Linked DNA regions of Mus musculus: region 1 is linked to region 2. Evidence: chromatin contacts called from public HiChIP or PLAC-seq data. All regions are on one chromosome and are shown on one strand. Each heading gives the region's core, a stretch centred on a gene start, on an enhancer-like site or on the middle of the called end of the contact. The rest is flanking DNA. Distances are from core to core; before and after follow the strand shown.

Region 1 (6,251 bases), core at 1,015-3,514, 540 kb before region 2:
TAAACTCAAAGCGATCCCCTTGCCTTAACCTCTGAGTGGCAGGGATTTTTTTTTTTTAATATAAAACCATTGTGTTGGCTTGAGAACTGTTGAATGCCTTTCAGTGCTGTCCTGTATAGTCTTACTATAGGGAACACATACACATATAAGTAAAAGTTAATTTTATTAAGGTAAAATATTATTGCTCTTCTCCTCTCAATTTTAGAAAATGAAATATCGTATACGACAATCAAGTGTGGCTGGTTTTTGAAAAAATATCAGTACATACAAGGAGTCATCAAAATTTTTATTTGAGATAGGGTCTCACTGTGCAAGTTAGTTCTTGAACTCATCATTCTCCTCCCTCAGCCTTTCCAGTGCTGAGAATATAGGTGACATCATATAGTGACATCATGCTTGGCTTGAACTTTTGAGGATACCAAGATAGGAAAAGAAGTATAAACAATCAGTTACATAGTGGACATCAGCAGAATTAAGTCTTAGCAATAGATGAATTGGGTATAACTAGTATCCAGTGGGTTATGGCACTAATTTATAGCCAGTGCAAAATATGAGCATTTTCTTCATTTTATCATAGCCAGGTTTCTCTTCTGATATAACTGAGGTTCTAGTGATCTCTCATGTAAGAGTCACGGTGAAATTCAGGGAAACTGAGGACCAGTCTAAGAATTCTCCAGACTGGGGCAGTGAGTTTGAGAAAAGAAGAAAAGATGTTGTCTTAGTCAGGGTTTCTATTCCTGGACAAAACATCATGACCAAGAAGCAAGTTGGGGAGGAAAGGGTTACACTTCCACACTGCTGTTCATCACTGAAAGAAGTCAGGACTAGAACTCAAGCAGGTCAGGGAGCAGGAGCTGATGCAGAGGCCATGAAGGGATGTTCTTTACTGGCTTGCCTCCCCTGGCTTGCTCAGCCTGCTCTCTTATAGAACCCAAGACTACCAGCCCAGAGATGGTCCCACCCATAAGGTGACCTCCCTCCTTGATCACTAATTGAGAAAATGCCTTACAGCTGGATCTCATGGAGGCATTTCCCCAACTGAAGCTCCTTTCTCTGTGATAACTCCAGCCTGTGTCAAGTTGACACAAAACTAGCCAGTACAGATGTATACACAGATTCTTGGTGAAACAAGAAGAGAACAAAGACGTAAGAGCAGAAATGCATGACAGAGACTCCCTCCATCTTGGGTCCAGCTAGGGAAACTCTTTAAGCCTGGCAGGATGTTGTTAAGTGGTCCTTTGGCTTTGCTGAGTACCTGCATTTCTGTAGTACTGGAGAGCACTTCTCAGTGGTCAGAGCAAAGAAGACAAAGTCCGGACCCCAGCATAAAATTCAGGAGGAAAGAAGCACCATGAAATGCCTAGAACACCAAAGAGCATGGAAGACTGTGGCCAGTGGGTGGTCAACTCTGATGACGGGAGCTCTCCTTTGAGAAAATTTACAAAATGATTGGCTCAGGAAAATTTTGCAAGTTAATATTTCCTGAACTCTTGGAAAATCCTCCCCTCCTCTCTCTTTTTAAAAAGCAGCTATGTTCCAGAGGTGTTAGGTGCTCATTTCCTGACTGGAGATGGAGCTCAGCTGTAGATTGCTTGCTTAGCATAAACAAGGCTCTGAGTTTAGTTCCCAATGTTGCATAAAAAGACCCAGCACTCTTGAGGGGGAGTCAGGGAGATCTCAGATTCAAGGTCACCTTTACCCAATGCTGAGTTTCAGACCAGCTGGGTTACAGAATGTGAAGAAACGTGAATTTCCTTCTCCTTACTCTCTTATGTCCCCTTATCTTCTCCCCTTAGAAATGTGTATTTGTTTTTTGGAGTGTCTTACTAGTCATTCATATGCCTTCATATTACTTCTCATTTGAATCTGATCATCTACCCTATGGGAAGTTTATTATAAATTAAATATAAAGTTTTATATAAGTCAATTGACACAAAAATAAATGTTCCTATAATTTAAAAGAGTAAATAGGTGCTGGGGAGATGGGCTTATCATTAAGAGCACTTGCTGTTCTTATAGAAGGTCATCTACAATCAACTGAATCAACTAGAAGTAACTACAGTACCGGGGGGCTCTGACACCTATTTCTATCTATCCTCCTTGGGCATCTGATAACACATATCAGAGAGAGAGAGAGAGACAGACAGAGACAGAGACAGACAGAGAGAGACAGAGAGAAACAGAGAGATCAATTATTTTGGTGGGGTTCATGCTAATTTTTATATTCACACTAGGGGGCACTGTGTAGTTATTAAGGCCCTTAGTGTGTTTGCTGTTTTATACTAATGTTGAATTCGAAACTCCTTTATGTCAGTATTTTACTTTCTGTGATAACAGTAGGATATGAAAATGTGTGTTTTTTTCTTCTATAACAGAAAACCAAACCAAACCTAACCAGAATTAAAACAGTGCCTGCTGTTAGGAGAAATGTACATTTGCAAGAGTATGGATTTCTCTTGGCTGTTTTTTTTTCTTTTTTGGTTATAAATTCACATTAGTTGATACAGCCAATATACAAACCACAGTTGTAGCAACCGGAGGAAGAAACAGGATATGACCCCTTCTGTAAGATGCTCATAATATCCCCAAGGAGGCTGGTTAAAATTCCATCTCTCTGCAGCTTAGTCAGAACCCGCTCTTCCGCTCCTGTTTTGGAATGGTTAGAGCCGAGGCTGAAAAGTTACAGAACAACAGCTTCGTGGCTAGATGTCACGTGTTTCTTCATAGAACAAGTTCTCCGGGATCGCCTTGTGACCTGCCCCAGTGCTGCTCAGCCCTTGACCGCAGTCTTGCTGGGGCCCAATCTCTGTTGGGCTGAGGAGGATTCGGGTTCCAAGTCTCCTGCTGTCCAGCTTTGTCATCAAATCAGCCACAAGGCTTTGTCCAGGATCACGGCATACCATAGAAAATGTAAACTATGAATTAGGGAGATTTGAGTTCTCCTATAGACAAATTTAACCTAGCATTGAAACTGCTTTCAAGATTATTTAAGCTATACCTCAAAATATTCTTAAACTTAATTTTATTTGTATACACACTTCATTCAATTATGTTACTTAATATTTTAGAAATGATGTGTCCTCGTTAATTTTCATGTATAATATTTATTAAAAACACATATTGTCTATAGGCTTGCTGCTTATATGGTTGTTATTTGTGACCTTGACCCAAGGTCCGTTCGCTCTGCACTGAAGACCAGATTTACCAGGGGCTTGCACCTGACTGCAGAGTTTGCAAATCCTGGGGCTGTCTTGGGCAAAGCATTTGATTCTCCCAGCTCCGTCCTGATGAGAGTAATAATACCTTCAACATGGTCACTTCACACAGATTAAATGCACGAAAGTGACAAAGTTGGCAAAGTATCTAAAGGACTGTTCTGTGCTCCCATTGCGTCTAATTTCATACCATCAACACACGAGAGCTGCAATAAAAGTTGTGTAGTTAAATGTTCTAAGATCACCCTGAGGCGGAAACACATTTCTTGCATAATGGTGTCAACAGAAAAGTGTATTTACTATTCAGAATGCAAAATAAATTCAAATGATTTTCAATAAATGTTGCATGCTAGAATGTTTTTTTTTTAACTTAAACAATAAGTAGTGTTGGGATTTGAACTTAGGACCACGTGTGTGCTCAGCATGTACTCTACCACTGACCTGGATACCAGGTTCCCAGAAGAGCATTTTGATTCATTTTGTGAATGGTTTGAACAAAAGGAATAAACCAAATAACAGAAGTATGACCTATATTTTCTCAGTGCTTCAAATGCATGTTGCTTAACAAACCACTTTGTGAAGTCCAGTCATTTTCGAGGACTATAGGGAGGTTCCTCAGAAGAGTAAAGAAATAATTGCTGTAACCCAGCAACCCTACTTCTGCGCCTATTTCCAAAGGATTTGAAATCAGTTTGTTGAAGAGATGCCTGATCACCCAAATTAACTATAACACCACACACAACAGCCCAGCCATGGATCCAACCCAAGCGTCATTATGGTTTATATAACAGGATACTCTTTTGCCATCAAAAAGTAGAGAAGTCTTTATTCATCCATAAAGAGAGAAATTATGTCATTTGTTAGAAAATGGATGAATCTGGAGATCAACATATTAAGCAAAGTTGAAGCCAAACTCAGAGAGACAAATATTGCTTGTTTTCTCTTACTTTTTTGGAACATACACACACACACACACACACACACACACACACACACACACACACACACACATTTACTTGTTTTTATTGTGTGAGGGGGTGTTCATATGTCATAGTATTCACATGGGTGGTCAGAGGACAACTTGTGGGACTAAACTCTCTCCTTCCACTGTGTAGATCCTTGGGATAGAATTCAGGTCGCCAGGCTAGGCAGCGAGTGCCTCCGCCTGCTGAACCATCTCAGCAGACCTGGATCCTAGACGTTATGTAGTGTTTATAGTCTCACTGCACTCCCTGTTCAATCTCTTTGCTTCATGCTTTCACTTGAAGATGTAAGATCTCTGCTTCCTCCTCCTGCTGCCATGTTTCCCCACCGCGATGGGCTCTGTTTATCCCACCCTCACCCAGCCCCGATGTCTCTGGCCTGGGTTACTAACTCACTAACCTACGGGTTGACTTAACAGTTGTAACTTAACACTATCAGGGGTGGTTTCTTCTGAGTGTGGGCTGCTGTTCTCTTTCTAATAAATACAGAAGCTAATGTTTTTTCCATGCTAAGCAGACAAAGATCCCCTTTGAGACGTGTAGTCTGAACACCAAACACAGGACCCATTATCTCTGAAACAGTAAGGGCCACATTCAGTCTCTAGAAATGGCTGGGGATCCACTCACATTCAGAAGCATAGAATTTTCACGCATCCATAACGTGATGCCAAACTGAGTTTTGACTGGTGACGCGTGCACCTTATGCTGCGATGCGTACAGGGTTGCACACTGATGGCCGCGCACGGCGCAGAAGCCCACTTCAGACTGCCCGCCAGGAATTCAGTATTGTTTACAAACAAACAGAACCCAAGGACTTCACATTAAAACAGAAGGGGTTCCCAGACATACTGAACGTTGTGTGTGCTTGTGAAGAAATAAGATTATACTTCTTATATATTCTGGATATACTGTTGCATTCAGAATCAGAGATTAAAAACAGACAAAAGAAAACAAAACAAAATTGGGGATTGCCCTGAACTGGTTTATGCACAAGGAGGTGTGGAGCTGAAGATCTGAGCTTATGCATAAGTGGTAGATATGAAGTTAGGGTTCCCCAGACAGACAGACAAAGGAGTAAGCTGATCTCTTAGAAGGACAATATCCAAGCAAGGGTACAATTTTAGGCAAATTTGTAGCTTCTGCTGTATCCCACAGAGGAATGGTAGAGATCACCTCCTAGAGGGGAAGGTATCCAAGGTCCAGGCAAGAGGCTGGGCTTTGAAGATTTGGTCATGGGCAAGATCTCCCCAGGGTTTTCAAACCTTCAGATAGTTTAAGTCATGTGCAGGTGGTAGCGTGGCTCTCGCGACTGAGCATAGGCTTCTAAAGACACAGAAGGAGAAAAGGCTGAGGCTGGGTATGGTGGGTACCAAAAAGTAGCAGCAGGGATCCAGGTCCAGAACAAAAATGATTTGCTACAGGGATTACTGGTTAATTCTGATAAATCCTTGTTCAAACTTTCTCCCTCCCTCCCTCTCTCCCTCCCTCTCTCCCTCCTTCCCTCCCTCCCTCCCTCCCTCCCTCCCTCCCTCCCTCCCTCCCTCCCTCCCTCCCTCTTTTCCATCAGGCTAGGAATACACTAGAAGGTTCAAGTGATCTCTTCCCTCAGTCTCCAGACCATCCAGGACTCCAGATGCTCTAACTGCATCTGGCTCCATTTTCTTTTGCAAAGAACTGCTGGACACTGATCCAGAGCAGATACACACTCACCAGGGAACCTAGGAAACCATTCTTAATGTAAACACATGAGGGCACACTTCGGTCTTGGGGGTCCTTAGGACTTAGCTCTTCCACCAAGGTCTCTGTGTACACACTGGGTTTTGGTAGAGTAGGAAGAAAACAACTTTGCAGCTCAGGGATTTGACTGTTTCCAGTCTGTCGGGTCGAGACACTCTGCTCTTCAAGGCAGTGCAGTGCTGGCCTCCTCAGCCCAGAATCCCATGGGCACTCCCAGTTTCTACAGGACTCAGGGAAACCTGGGTGTGGCCAGGTATTTACTATGTTTGCTTTGCGTCATCGCAGCCTTCCACCTGGAGTTGCTTCCTGAGACTCC
Region 2 (6,312 bases), core at 1,304-3,803:
ATCTCATCTCATTGAGGGAAGGGGGTAAGAGACTAAATGTAGCATGTAAAGAGAGAAGCATAAGTGTGCGTGTGTGCGTGCGTGTGTATCTGAGTGTGGAGGTCAGAGTCTGACATCAGGGGTCTTTCTCAATCGCTCACCACCTTATTCTGAGCAGTAGGGTCTCTAGTGAACCTTGCTAGTTCAGCTAGACTGCCTGGCTGAGGAGGTCCAAGTATCCGCCTGCCTGATTGTAGCACTGGGCTCCACTTTTTACACGGATGCTGCAACTCTAAACTCAATGCCTTGTGCTTGCCTGGCAGAGACTTTACAGACAGCACCATTTCCCTCCAGCCCTCCTCCACCCCATTTTCTTTTTGAGACAGGATCTTACTATGGTCTGGAACTCTCAACCCTCCTGCCTCAGCCTCTCAACGCTAGGGGTACAGATTCAGGCAGGCTCCACTCTGCCTTCAGTTTTCAAGCCTGACTTCACCACCCAGGCCTTTCCCAGGTTTATTTACAATAAATCCTTTCTTTGTTTAAACAAGGAGAAGCTGGATACTCATTGCTTGTAGCCAGAAGAAGGTCTCAAAGCAACTAATTACCTCCCCGGGGTTTTTGTTGGGGCTAAGGGACATACAAGATAGGGTATACAGCCCTTGCCATAGTCCTAATGCTGTTAGTGATGTGTTTAAAATAACACGGGGTAGATGACATTTGGAAACTCTTCCTAGAAGAGTTCCAAGTCAAATGAGATCTTAGCCCTTCTCAGAAGATCCAGGTCTCTCTTCTCCCTGTTCCTTGTCCCTCTTCCACATAGACAACTGTGGAGCAGTGTTCAAATCTACATTTTCTTCTGGAGTAACCTGACTGGGAGGACGGGAATGGGGTCCCATCTCACTTTTCAGTTTTTAGTATTTTGCATTCAACTAAGTACATTCTTGATGATCAGTGCTGGAAATGGGACTTGGAAAGCATTATGAATAAAGGAAGTGATGTGACTGGCCAGCGTTTATTGAGCACATGCTGTGTTCTGAACACATCCCTAAGAGTTTTACTATTTAATGATTTAATCCTTGATATGTTATTATTCCTCCATTTTCCAAATGAGCAAACTGACACAGCCAATAAATAGCACAGCCAGGGTTTCATTTCAGGGAAATTGATCCAAGAGCCCTGCCACTTGGGCCTGCACGCTCTGACACCTCTCATGTTGAAGGTAGTTGATTAAATAGAGTTGGAGTTAAACCACTCACTGCTGGAGAGCAGCGGAACTCTGGGGTCATTTGATTCCAAGGCAAAATAAAAGTAGACACTGGACCAAAGCCCAGAGGTGATGGGGGTTTACATAACTACGCAGAGTTCCTGATTCCTAGCTGGAATCTTTTAGGCAAGGGCTCTGCCTTTCATGTAATAAGTATGTGCTTCAGCGTGCACAGCTTTGAGGTCTTAATTGGAAAAATCACTCCAAGTAGCAGCTGGTATTCCAAAGGGTATATATGCCAGGACGATCTAATCTGTTGCATCAAATAAAAAGAGGAGGGTGTTAATATCACAGGGTGTCTACTTATAGTTCAAAATTTAGCATAAACTTCTGTCCTCATAGAAGGCTTGCCTGGCCTTGGCTAAAGTCAAGTTTGCCTTTGAAAGCAAGACAAACTTCTGTTTAAGCAAGGTCAGTTGTAATTTTGTGTGTGTGTATACATATATATATGTATATATACATACACACATATATACATATATATATATACATATGTGATACACATAAACATGTGTAATCATACATATTCGTTTCACGTATGAATATCAAGTTGATGGTGACATCACTTTTACCTGCTACAGGTTCCTAGAGGACAGGTCCATGTCAGTTTTCCCCTGCTCGTGTTACCTATAGAGCATCGCAAGCTGCTACGTGGAGGAAAGAATGAACAATACAGGAATGATTAACCGCGGGAAAGGTGAACGATAACTCTGCGTATGTGATGCGCACGGGTGGGCCCCACCCACTTCAACAGCCTGAGATCTGAACAGGTTCTCAGGATTCTGCACCACTCACCAGACAGACCCTTCAGGAAAGTTATGCAAATATCCACTTTGGGAGGCTTAGACACGCATCCCCACCCCACCCCACCCCCCAAGAGTGGAATGAACCCCAAAAGGTGAGCAAGCAGTTTTCAAAGCATGCTTTCAACTCTGCCAGCCCCGCGTGTGTGTTTTCTTCTCCAGTGTTTCCAATTACTGTGGCACTCTCGGTATCCACATCCATCTCCAGCGCATTCCTCCGCAGCTCCTTGCCAGACATATGGGATCAATCAGTGAGCTTGTGAGGGAATGTTGACAGCATGACAGGCGAGGGGTTCTGGTGTCATGGAATCTCCAAGAGTCTTTAGCTGGATCCCAGGCAAGAGAGAGGGGGGAGGAGAGAGATAGAGGAGAGATAGGGAGAGGAGTGGGAAAAGGAAGGAGAGGACAGACAGAGAAGGAGGGAAGCGACTCTGACTTCACTGCCCCCTTCCTTCAAACATTTTATAGGCTTCGGGAGAGAGAAGGAGGAGGAGAGAAACCAAATAGCCGAGAGTCAGAGGAGCACATCCCTCCAGTCCCTCCCGAGTCCCCGAGCTGCCAGAGGAGTCTGGATCGTGTCCCCAGTGTCACATGCAAGGACGCTGAGGTTCGCGGTTGCTACCCCGGGTCCCCTCCGCTTAGTCCGGGAACCTTGGCGCCTCTCTGCGCGCTCGGGGACTGTCGCCTTGCACTCCCCGGGGCCACCGCTCGGTCCCCAGCGGGATGTGGTCGCGCCTGGCCTTTTGTTGCTGGGCTCTGGCACTGGTGTCAGGCTGGACCAACTTCCAGCCCGTGGCCCCTTCGCTCAACTTCAGCTTCCGCCTGTTCCCCGAGGCCTCTCCGGGGGCTCTGGGCAGACTGGCGGTACCTCCCGCGTCCAGTGAGGAGGAGGCAGCAGGGAGCAAAGTGGAGCGCCTGGGCCGCGCGTTCCGGAGCCGCGTGCGGCGACTGCGGGAGCTCAGCGGCAGCCTGGAGCTCGTCTTCCTGGTGGACGAGTCGTCCAGCGTGGGCCAAACCAACTTCCTCAACGAGCTCAAGTTCGTGCGCAAGCTGCTGTCCGACTTCCCCGTGGTGTCCACGGCCACGCGTGTGGCCATCGTCACCTTCTCATCCAAGAACAACGTGGTGGCGCGCGTGGATTACATCTCCACCAGCCGCGCGCACCAACACAAGTGCGCGCTACTCAGCCGCGAGATCCCGGCCATCACCTACCGCGGTGGTGGCACCTATACCAAGGGCGCCTTCCAGCAAGCCGCGGTAAGACCCCCACACACCCAGGCCAGCGGCCTGGGGCCCCTCCTGCCCACCGCTGCCAACCCCTTCTCTAGCCTGGTTCAGCTCCTGCAAGGCTTAAGGTGTCCAAGGGGAGCCAGCGTCCCAAGAAGCACAAATATGACCATTCTCCTGCTGCCCTAGTGAAGGTCCAGACTGAAATGGGTTTTTAAATGCTTAAGGAGGTGTCACATTTCTTAAAGGGTTCCTTGAGGGACCCTAGTAGGAAGGGACCTTTAAGCTCACTTAAGTTTGTGAGGAAACTGTTTATACAAGCTGAAACAGGTATGGTTAACAAATATTTGTGAAGATGGGACATGTAATGAGCTGAGGACAGTCCTAATTCTTTTTCATGACATAGACTTCGTAACTTTGCTTCCAGACTTTAATTGTTTACTAGTTTGTGATAGGCTCTCTCGTGTTTCCAAGACTGGTCTCCGACTTACAACACAGCAGAGCGTGTCCCTGAGTTATGATCCTCCTGCCTCCACCTCCCAAGCGCGGGGATGACAGCCATTGGCCACCATGACTTTATGTTCCAGGTCTTCCTAAACAAATGCTTAGCATATGACAGAAGTAATGTAATTTATATTACTTTTATAAAAATGAGTCTTTTTCCTAACTACAAAGTAATACAAAGTAGGTCATAATTTGGAATACTGAGAAATATTTAAGGCAACCCATCAAGTCAATGTTTGTAGAATAAATGAAACAAAAGAGAATGGGGAATCCGAATAATCTCTTTATCCTTAAAATTCCAGCGGATATACAGTTGAATGTTGTCCAGTATGTTACTCATATGTTATTTCAACAAACTTGCTAACCTACGGTTTTGCAGCCTGCATTCTTCAGCTGTTGAATATGATCAAATGTACATTAATTCATGGTATCCTGTGGCATGACAGTATTGGCTCCCCTTGGAACTGCAGTTACAGGCAGTTGTGAGCTGTCATGCGGAAGTCGGGGTGGGGGTGGGCTGGCAGTGGACTTCAGGCAAGCCATACCTGAGAAAGTCAGTGCTCTTAACCACTGAGCCCTATCTCCAGCCTCATGACAACTGAGTGCTGAGAACTGCTGTGTGGGGAGCACACATTCGTGCCTTTTAAATAAGGAGTTTAGGAAGCCCTCTTTGACTGCTTCTTTAGGAGGGCTTTCTAAATTCCTTATTTAGTAAAATACATGAACATTTGAAAGGTCTTGGTCCACATTGCCACCTCCTCCATTGGAGAGTTGTATAAATTTACATTCTCCTGTTATGTGCATCTGAATACATGATATTTTTTATTGGATATTTTCTTTATTTACATTTCGAATGTTTTCCCCTTTCCAGGTCTCCCCTTCAGACCCCTCTCCCATCCCCCCTCCTACTACCTCTATGAGGGTACTCCCCCACCCATCTACCCACTCTTGTATTCCCACCCTGGCATTCCCTACACTAGGGCTTTGAACATGCTGATGTCCAACAAGGCCATCCTCTGCCACATATGTGGCTGGAGCCATGGGTCGCTCCATGTGTACTCTTTGGTTGGTGGTCTAGTCCCCAGGAGCTCTGGGGGGTCTGGCCGGTTAACACTGTTGCTCCCCCCATAGGGTTGAAAACCCCCTCAGCTCCTTTTAAAACACATTATTGCTAATTTGGTAACAAACTAGAGGAATTGTTCTAGCAAGCTCAATTTTTATAATCTTACATGTAAAATTAGCTATTGTGTTAACTGGGTATTTGTCTCTTTTTCTTTCTAGCCTGGTCATAGTTTTTGCCCTTTTTGCCATTACAGGCATATTTGTTTATTCCTAGTGATTTGCATACACTTTTTCGTGTAGTAAAGCCAGTGACTTTTTTTGCACATGCAGCAAGTATATATTTCCAGCATGTTGTATTTTCCATGCTTATTTATTACTGTGTCATTGAAAGAATAGTTTAAACCTTCATTTGCTCAAATCCATCAAATTTTGCTCTTAAGATCCAGATCTGGATGGCTGTGGAGAGACGGCCCAGCAGTTAAAAGGACTTGCTGCTCTTGTAGAGGATCTAGGTTCATGTTTCAGCACCCACTTGGTGGCTCACAGCCACCCTTAACTCCAGTTTCAAGGGATCCAACACCCTCTTCTGACCTCCCTGGGCATCAGGCATGCACATGGTGCATATATGGAAATGCAGACAAAGCACTCACACGCATGAAATAATCTTTAAGAAAAAAAATACTTAAGTTCTTATATTTCCTTATTTTGTTAGACAACTGTCCACTGCCCAAATGTTTTCCACTTAACAATTGCTTAATCTGGGACTTGCTTAGGGCTCCCATACACAGATGTCTCAGTTTTTAAGGCTGTTAATTGTCCCAGCTCACTAATTTGCTCACTAGACACTAGTTCTTTCTCGATTTAGTTGACTGTTTCTTTAACCATGTAACTATGAATGGGTACTTGGCCCTTTCCTCATTCTATTTCATCCTATCTCAAGTTTAAAGTTCATAAAAATGACTTAGCTATTGTAACTTTACAACATATTTAAGTGTGAGATAGTGAAAAAAGAATCTTCTTTTTCATTTGTCTTGTCTTTCATAGGCGTTTTGTAATGTGACTTTTTAATTTATTTTCATTATAGTAGCAATGAAACTAATAAGGATTTCGATTTCAATATAGAAAACATTGAAGTAATTGGGAGCTATTACATTTTTATAATAGTGCTCTGCTTGCTCATTCAGACTTTTTGTATCAATAGATAGTTATTACTTTTCAAAAGTTCTGTAAATACTTTAAGAAATTTAGACCTAATTATTTGCCACATTTTTATCTATAATTCTATCTTTTGTCGTACTGAGGATCAAACCTAGGCTCTCATAAAAGCTGAGTAAGTTCCCTATCGCAGAGCTGTAGCCCCAGGTCTCTCTCTCTCTCTCTCTCTCAACTTTTTATTATTCCTTTGAACTTTTTACTATTATGAGGCAAGGTCTCATTAGGTTACCCAGGCTAATCCTATACTATGGTCCT

The links. HiChIP or PLAC-seq counts read pairs in DNA pulled down with a chosen protein or histone mark.
Region 1: a contact with region 2 is called in a CTCF HiChIP or PLAC-seq map of the NIH/3T3 cell line, with 5 read pairs. The contact joins the enhancer-like site here to the promoter of Svep1 in region 2. A contact is called at or near these places in 6 of 39 promoter capture datasets (the 3T3-L1 cell line, the C10 cell line, hippocampal neurons and 1 more), 1 of 15 datasets of contacts at CTCF or cohesin (the NIH/3T3 cell line), 1 of 484 Hi-C or Micro-C datasets (bone marrow-derived macrophages), 4 of 115 datasets of contacts at active chromatin or transcription factors (bone marrow-derived macrophages, embryonic forebrain, embryonic limb bud and 1 more) and 1 of 9 other capture datasets (adipose tissue).

What each region holds. Positions count from the first base shown.
Region 1 is chr4:58,745,699-58,751,949 of GRCm38.p6, reverse strand. No RefSeq gene overlaps it. Among named protein-coding and RNA genes, the nearest start is that of Olfr267, 37 kb to the left of the region's middle. Within about 2 kb of position 2,264, at least 67 of the 459 cell types and tissues checked have an H3K27ac peak or open chromatin away from gene starts, as enhancers often do. A contact at or near this core is called in the NIH/3T3 cell line and adipose tissue, where this site is marked.
Region 2 is chr4:58,202,837-58,209,148 of GRCm38.p6, reverse strand. It overlaps Svep1 (sushi, von Willebrand factor type A, EGF and pentraxin domain containing 1), which reads left to right and starts at 2,553. Exons shown (of 48, transcript NM_022814.2): 1 at 2,553-3,306. The coding sequence starts at 2,773.